Regions from separate parts of the Oryctolagus cuniculus genome. Here region 2 is linked to region 1. A link is a contact called in public Hi-C data. All regions are on one chromosome and are shown on one strand. The core of a region is the stretch at or near the end of the contact, and the rest is flanking DNA. Distances in the headings are between cores, read along the strand shown.

Region 1 (3,934 bases), core at 428-2,927:
GCAGCTGGAAACACACATCTGGCTGTTGCACAGTAAAGAACCAGTGTCCTTCCTTGAATCAGGTTCTGGTCGTGCCATGCTAGTAAGAGACTGAATATACAGACCATGACAACAGCTGCACCACAGGCAAAAAGAGAACTTTAACCTACATATTGGCAGCAGTTGGCCCCAAACCCAGCACTTCTACAGGTTTTACCCCTGTTTCCAATATGGGACCTACCAGAGAAAGTCGAATCTGCTTCCCTAGCCAGCTGCATAGGATGCCCTGCTTTCAGTTAGCCCATCTGCACTTCCCCGTGCCAGCAGCCGTCAGGGAATGCCTGAAGCCTTCCCTTTGTCCACTTTGAAGCTTTCCTTTCCCTGTCAGCCTTTGAGTCTCTGCCAACTGCAAGTGATGGAGGCTGACTCCCTTGCTATAGCGAGCTCTGAACAAATAGCCTCTGCTGATTGTCGTTATGTCCACAGTTTTAGGGATATACCGAAGCAGGAAAAAAGCCTTGATACCCATGAACCACTCAGTTATCTTTACTCTTTCCTGACAGACTGCCCCTGAGTGCCCTCATCTGTTCCTAGATAGACCAGTATGGACTCTGCCATAGTCAGGCCAGGGATGGGCATCTGCAACCCTGTGTGATCTGGCAAGTTTGATGGGGCACGAGGTAAGCTGCAGAGGCAGGGCAGGACCGTGCTGCAGTCCCAAGCCAGTGCTCAAAGACACCTTTCAAAGCTGTGTAGACCCCAAGGATGAGAGCGGGATCGCATTCAAAGATGGAAATCTGGTTCCAGGTTCACAAGCATGCTTCAAGATAATAAAGTTCCGGATAAGCTGTGTACAAATCACACTTGTGTAAATTGGGTCCTCCTTCCCCCATGATTTACACTTTCCTTTAAGTGCTGATTTATCATCATTTCTTCCCTTGGCAACCATCCTTATGACTTGCCTCTTAGTTCTAGCCTCCCTGGCAGATAATTAATGAGCTCTTAATATGGCTTATGGGCACCGGAGGGAGCACAGTATTTAAAGATGCCTTTCAGGGGTTTTTATTTTTTTGTATAAGTGAAGAATCCCTTTGTCATACCAAAAATCACATCCATTTGGCAAGTGTTGCCATTTTGAACTTGTGAACAGTTCAAAGGCAGATCAAGAGGTCTGCCCGAGTTGGTATATGTCGGTCTTGACATTCAGGTGTCCAGATTTAGTTCCTCACGGTGCTCCAGGGGGGAACTAGGTCTTGTGAAAACTTTTTTTATTAGTTGACTTTTTTTTTTTTTTGCTCACATGTTCAATAAATACTTACTAAACATTTATTATGTGCCAGACCCCATGGGGATTTAGTGGTGCAGACACAGTCATTGTCCTTGTGGTGCTTACAGCCTACTGGGGAGGTGGAGGCTGAGCACATAATTATGCAGATAATGAGTTCACTACACATTTGATAAATACTACCAAGAGACCAATGAGGGAGGCTAATGAGGCCTGAGCTAGTTTTGGGGAGGGAGAGCGATCTGGGAAGTGAAAGTTGAGCTCCGAGGATGAGTTAGAATTAATGAGGGAAGGGGCTCTCCGGGCAGGAACAGAATGTGCAAAGGCCCCGAGGAGAGAAGGAGCCCAACTCTTTTGAGAAATGAAGAAGGATGCTGTGTAGGGCAGAGTAATGAAGGCAGGGAGTGGGAGAGGACAAGCTGGTGAGATGAATGTGGGTGCTGTGGTGACAATTCTTACAGGCTGTTTTGGTTTGTATCCTAGGAACCATGAAAAAATCATCAGCGGGTTCTAGGCAGGGAAGTCACGTGCTTAGATGTACTTTATATAAAGAGAATTTTGTCTCCACTGTGGGAAAGGATTGAGGGGGGTAAGAAAGAAGTGGGGGACTTGTTGGAGCCCAAAGTTTTTGTTCAGAATGAAAGAAGCAGTGTTCATTGGTGACTTCCATCAAGTGTAGCTTCCAGGAGAACTGGGTAGGGGTGTTAGGAGTTGGCTCATTCAGTTCACAGGAAAGGAGGAGAGATACAGTAGTACAAGAGAGTGAAGGACTGGCTCCTGCTGGAGTGGAGGCTCCTTCCTGATGGTGGAGTATCTGAATTCCAGCCCTAAGATCCTCACAGGGCAGGCAGTACTGGCTTCCCCAAAGAGGGCACACACGGAGGCAGTGGCCAATAGTCTGCTATACTGTTCTCCCAGCAGGATTTGGGAAAAGAGTGTTCCTCAGGAGCTCAGACTGGGAGTGGGAATCAGTGATGATGGACTTGAAATGGACACTCCAGAAACAGGCCCCTGTCTGCACGGCATGTCCAGTGTCTAGGGCCCCAACACTGGTATTTATGTATTTACTTATTGTTTTATTTATTATTTTTTGCTTTTTAATTTTTCATTTATATAAAGGGAATACATTTTGTGTATTTGATATATATGGTTTTAAGAGCATAATAATGCTTCCCCCACCCTCCCTCGTTCTTCCTTTCTTATGTTCTTTTGATTTTTTACTATAACATACTTTCAGTTTACTTTATAATCACAAGCTTAACCCTCCACTAAATAAAGAATTCAACAAGTAGAAAAACCACCATTCTTCAAGAGTATAGATAAGGACTGTCAACAATAATCAAACTCAAAATGACATTTTCACTCATATACATTACTTTTTGGGACTCTGTGTATTAGCACATATTTGGGAGTCCATATATTTGTTTTTTGGGGATTGGCATAGTTCATTAACCATAATGGTTTCCATTTGCATCCATTTTGTTGTGAAAGACATGACTTCATTCTTTTTTGTGGCTGAGTAGTATTCCATTATGTGTATATATATATATATATATATACACCTCAATTTCTTTATCCAGTCAGTAGTTGATGGACATTTGAGTTAATTCAGATTTTAGCTTTTGTGAATTGAGCTGCTATAAACACGAGGGTACAGATAACTCTTTCAGATGCAAAATAAAATTTCATTTTATTTCCTCTGGGTAAATTCCCAGGAGTGAGGTGGCTGTGTCATGTTTTAAGAAGTTTCTGAGGAATCTATATTTATTAAATAAAAGTTTTTAAAAAATGGAAATTTTGAAAGTACAACTTTTGGATTATAGCAGCTTTTCTCTCCATAACCACCTTCCCACCGCAAACTATCCCATCTCCTGCTCCCTCTCCCATCCCAAAGAATCTCCATTCTGTCTTCCATGATGGTTGTACTAGTTTACATTTTCACCAAGGGTGGATTAGGGTACCTTTTCCTCTACATTCTTACCAGCATTTGTTGTTTTCTGATTTTTGAATGATAGCTAGTGGGGTAAGGTGAAACATCATTGTGGTTTTCATTTGCATTTCCCTGATGGCTAGTGTATTTCATCCTTTGAAAAAATGCCTTAGCCCGTTTCATGTCCTTAGCTCATTTCTTAACTGGATTGCGTTTTTAGTTGTTAAGTTTCTTGAGCTCCTTATATATCCCTGCTGGTCCCTCTTTCAGACACCAACATGGAGTTCTTAAATGTCACCCGGGAAAGGAGTGAGAGAAATTCTGTGAGAGAAATTATGTCAATAGTCAGGTTCTTGGGCCCTGTTCTCAGGGGTTCTGTTTCAGTCTCTCTAGCTTGTGACCTGGGAATCTGTATATCATAGCAGGTTATGTACCCCTCTTCTCTCTGATTCCCTGTTTCTAATGTAAATGGTCTACATAGTGTTAAAACTCGGCTAACTGCTGTACCAGTGATTTGGGCCTCCAGGGCGTTGGATTGCCTGTGCTCAGAAAGCGTGGTTTCCGGTTCTGGGCAGTTACTGCAGTGTAGCAAGCTCAAGAGACTAGGTGAATTACTGAACTGGTGGGCAGCTTAGATCCAAGATTTATCCTTGTTCGCTCAGTTTCCTACTCTTGAGATTCATCCAGAGGTTTGCAAGTGCATCCTTGACTCTGCAGAGATTCTGAGTCAGTTGTGGCCA
Region 2 (3,907 bases), core at 1,292-3,791, 760 kb after region 1:
TCTGAGTGATCAGCAAATTCTCTCCCGCTGTGAAGTCATTCTTCTCATTTACAAAGAGAAATTACTGTCGCAGAGACGAGAACGCGCAGTCCACGCCGTCAGCACGTTTTCTGCTTCTGCTCCACCCCTCGCGTGTAGCAGGTGTTCCCAAGCCTGCTTGAGAGTACAGGGTGGTGGTGAGAGTGACAGCTTAAAGGGGGACTAAGCCGCCTGCTGACTTAACCCCACCCTGGGCTGAGACTGCCTTTGTCACCAGCGTGTGGGGATCTTTGCTGCTCTTCTGGCCTCCAGCAGAGGTCCTCCAACGTTGCCCCCCAGGAGACATCCCATTTCCTTTACCTGTGCTGTGCCAGTCTGGCTTCCTGGGAGCCTCCTTTGTGACACCTATCTCTGTTCTCATTCCACAGAGTGGCCGTAGGCCCCTCCCTCCCAAAGCTTAGGGCAACAGAGAGCACAGTCCCTCTCAGCTGTCTGATTCACCGTCACAGAGATCCTGCATGGTACGATGATGGGGCCACAGGTGTAGAACCAAGAAGAACCTACTTCCGGTCTGCTACCATTGAGAACCTGGGCCGGTCCTACATCCCTCTGTGCCTTCGTTTCCATGTCGGTACGATAGGGACCTGCCAGATTTGGTTATCTAGGACCAGGTGACAGAAAACACAAGAAAAGGAGGAGCATGGCGTTTGTGACAAATTCGTTATTTAACCACACACATGACCACATGACTATCGCTTTCTGTTGCAGTTTCTAAAGTATTAATGTTTAAAAACCTACACAAACTAAGATTAATGATCCAAGAGTCTCATCTAATATTTGTCTTTGGAGATAAAATGCATACCCCCATAATACTTTTAGTGCTATTGATTTATTATAGTCAGGGGAAACATAATTGAATAACAAAAGTATTCAGAAAAATATCGAAATAGAACAGGATGAAGAGAGAAGCAGAACCGCACTCTGTCCCTGTCCATCTGCCCCCTGCCCAGCCAGCTGTCTTGGGCCTGCCTTGCTTGTCCCGCACTCCCTGGCCTCAGGCTTCCCCGTCCCCTTCCTCTGCTCTACCACCTTCCTGGAAGGAAAGTCCCCCACCTGGGCTTCTGAAGCCCTTACCCTCCTTCCAGTCCAGGATCCAAGCAGGACAGCTGGCCTCACAATGAGCCTCCCAGCCACGGTATCGGGTCGGGGTGTCACCGCCGTGTTACAGAACATACAACCAGGACACGGCAAAATGGCAGGGCCTGCTGAAGCAGACACCCACGAGCACAGATGAGAGACAAGAGCCCGTGCCCAGACCTCCTGGGTTGGATCACAGCAGATGCCAGCTTCCAGTGGGGGTGATGACAACATCTTTGGGGTACCCGACGTTGTCCCTGTCACTTAATAGACACTGAAAGACTCAGATACCATTGTAAGGGTTTCGATCCCCACTTGATGGATAGAATTGAAGTTCTCAGATGAAAACTGAGTGCCTCCTAGCTGCCAAGCAGACCATCTCAGGATGCTGTAACCTCAGACTTCGGTCTCCTAAGGAGTAGGCTGCCCTCTCACATGATGGTGTGCACAACTTTGCAAGTGTAGGTGGAGCCAGCTGGGAATGCAGGCAGCCTCCTTAAATACCAGGACCTTCTCTTCTAAATCAGCTACCCTCAAGTTCACACCGGCAATGTGGCCTCCACGGCCTTTTTATCCAGTGCGATCGTTTATTTTAGTATTGCTCTTCACTTTGCAAGAATTCAGCAGGCCGTCGGCACAGGGAAGTCTGGAAGCCTGTGGGTCCCTAACGCCTCTGTGTTTTGTTGGAAGACCGTGTGCGGCTTCAGTGCAAGGTCCGTGCACATTTTGCTCACCACGACCTCTGCCTTCAGCATTCCCGACGACTCTGGGCTCTCTTGCTGCCCAGGTCTGAACTTGCAAAGGGAATGCAGTGTTTTGCATCGTGACACATGATCGCCACCCACTGGTAAGAATGTTTTTGCTGCAAAGACTTTACAAGGTGTAGGCTTGGGGCAAAAGTCCACCGTTTCCCAGGCTTTCAAGGTCGATGTCTGGCTACCCAAGTCTAAGGAGGGTTAAATGTGTCAGCTTCAGGTTGGTTTGCAGAATCTCAGATGTATGTCCATTAATTGTCCCATGAAACGATAAATAAAACTCTGCTTGTGCGTCTTGAATCATTCGTGTCAGCGTACTTTGTCCATCTGCAGAATTTCAGTATCTCAGCTGAGACCACTTGTCATGGCTAGAGTCCTCATCCAGACTGCCAATCACAGGTGCATGATGGAACAGGACACTGCGGGTGGATTTCAGAGTTCTGACTTGTAAATAGGATCCCATCGTGTTGCCACACCAAATCCCGTGGAAGAGTCGCCTACGGAGAAAATACCCACTGCGTTCCATGATTTGCTTCATGTGTTTGAAAGTGCTCAACAATTCCCCTAGGCAGAAACTTCCTTAGTTTGAAGACGAGAACTGGAGCATGAAGAGGTTAAGGCACCGCCCTGTGTCTCTTGCCTAGAAAATGCGGAGCTGCGAGTCACACCTAGAAGATGTGGCACTGGAATCTTTCTCACTGGGCAACGGGGCCTCTCTCACCCATCTGGTCTGGGAGGAGGCCGTCTTCTTCCCTATGAGCTCTCCCCCAGAGGCTGCCTGGGACGCTCTGACCCAGTCGGCGTGGACAAGCCCTCGTCCACACAACTTCTGTGGCTACAGGGTGACCTCTCTGGGTTCCACCCCTCATCGAGGGAAGCAGCAAGCAATTATCTTGGAGAGGAAAACAAAGCTTTTGGACTAAGTATTGATTCCTGTCCCGTCTCTTGCGATGCAGAGAGAATTCAGTAGCATGTTTGGGGACCAGAAGAGAACATTAAAATAAAGAAAAATTGGGCCCCTGGCGCTTGAAAAATTTCCCCAGATCCTTGAAGACAATTTCATTTTTTTTTCTCAGGGAACTTGATGCTTCTTTAGATGGAAAATTTTTTCACCTAAAATATCACACCAGCTGCCCTGCAATTCTCCTCTTGGCCTGCTTATTAAGAAATGCTGCTCTTGCAGCAACAAATCTCAGCTTTCTTAGCTTCTGGAAAACTGTAAAATAATTAACTATCCTTTAAAAAGGCATTGTGGGAAATCCGTGTGGCTCCAGTCCTCTAGCTGAGCGTCTGCACGTGAGCCACTCTGAACTTGAACCTGACAGTTCAGGGGCGCTGGACGTGATCACTTAGAGGTCGCTCCTAGCAGCAATGAATTCATGAACTCGGATTAAGTGATAACAAAAACACTGAAATTTCCCTCTATCTCTCTTCGTTCTTGAAGAATAGGTTAACGTATATGGATTGTATTTCACAACTAGCACAGAATTGAGCATTTCGCCATGGATGTTTTTATGATCTCTGGTTTCCATTCTTTTTAATAGCCTTGGTGCAGTATTAAAAAAGAGCATCTTGGTTGTAAAAGCTGTTTTAGAAGGAAAAGTTGTTCTAGTAAAGCAAACATAACATATATGCCACTTTCTCAAGAGGAAGCCTTGGTAGTAACTCGGTCAGGAAGGGAAACACTTAGTGGGCTTCAGCAATGATGAGACCCCAACCCCAAGGCAGCAGTGGACTTTGGACTTGCGGTTGCTTTGGAAGAAATGAGCAGGCTCTTCCTGTTTTTCTGTGACAGACTGGAAATCGCACGCCATTGGAAAGTTGCGAGAATCCAGATTAAAACTCCCAGCTCAGCAAAAGTGTTTTCTTAGGCAGCGGTGCACAAATCAGGCTGGGTGATAAGCAGCCTCTCAAATACCAAAAACAAACAGCAGGGATGCACTGGTTGCGCGTGATCTGTAATCAGCAGAAGTTGGAGGACAGTTACGTTCCATGCGGTCAGGCTACACGAGGTCATGACAGTGCCATGTTTTTAA

Evidence for each region. A called contact is a pair of places that touch in the nucleus more often than the background predicts.
Region 2: a contact with region 1 is called in a Hi-C map of an unstated tissue, with 3 times the contacts expected there. The contact joins two enhancer-like sites. A contact is called at or near these places in 2 of 6 Hi-C or Micro-C datasets (ear pinna and an unstated tissue).

The regions. Positions count from the first base shown.
Region 1 is chr18:64,271,759-64,275,692 of mOryCun1.1, forward strand. All of the region lies in intron 2 of CDH13 (cadherin 13), which reads left to right. Among named protein-coding and RNA genes, the nearest start is that of MPHOSPH6, 110 kb to the left of the region's middle. Within about 2 kb of position 1,678, at least 1 of the 8 cell types and tissues checked has an H3K27ac peak or open chromatin away from gene starts, as enhancers often do.
Region 2 is chr18:65,030,715-65,034,621 of mOryCun1.1, forward strand. All of the region lies in intron 5 of CDH13 (cadherin 13), which reads left to right. Among named protein-coding and RNA genes, the nearest start is that of HSBP1, 600 kb to the right of the region's middle. Within about 2 kb of position 2,542, at least 2 of the 8 cell types and tissues checked have an H3K27ac peak or open chromatin away from gene starts, as enhancers often do.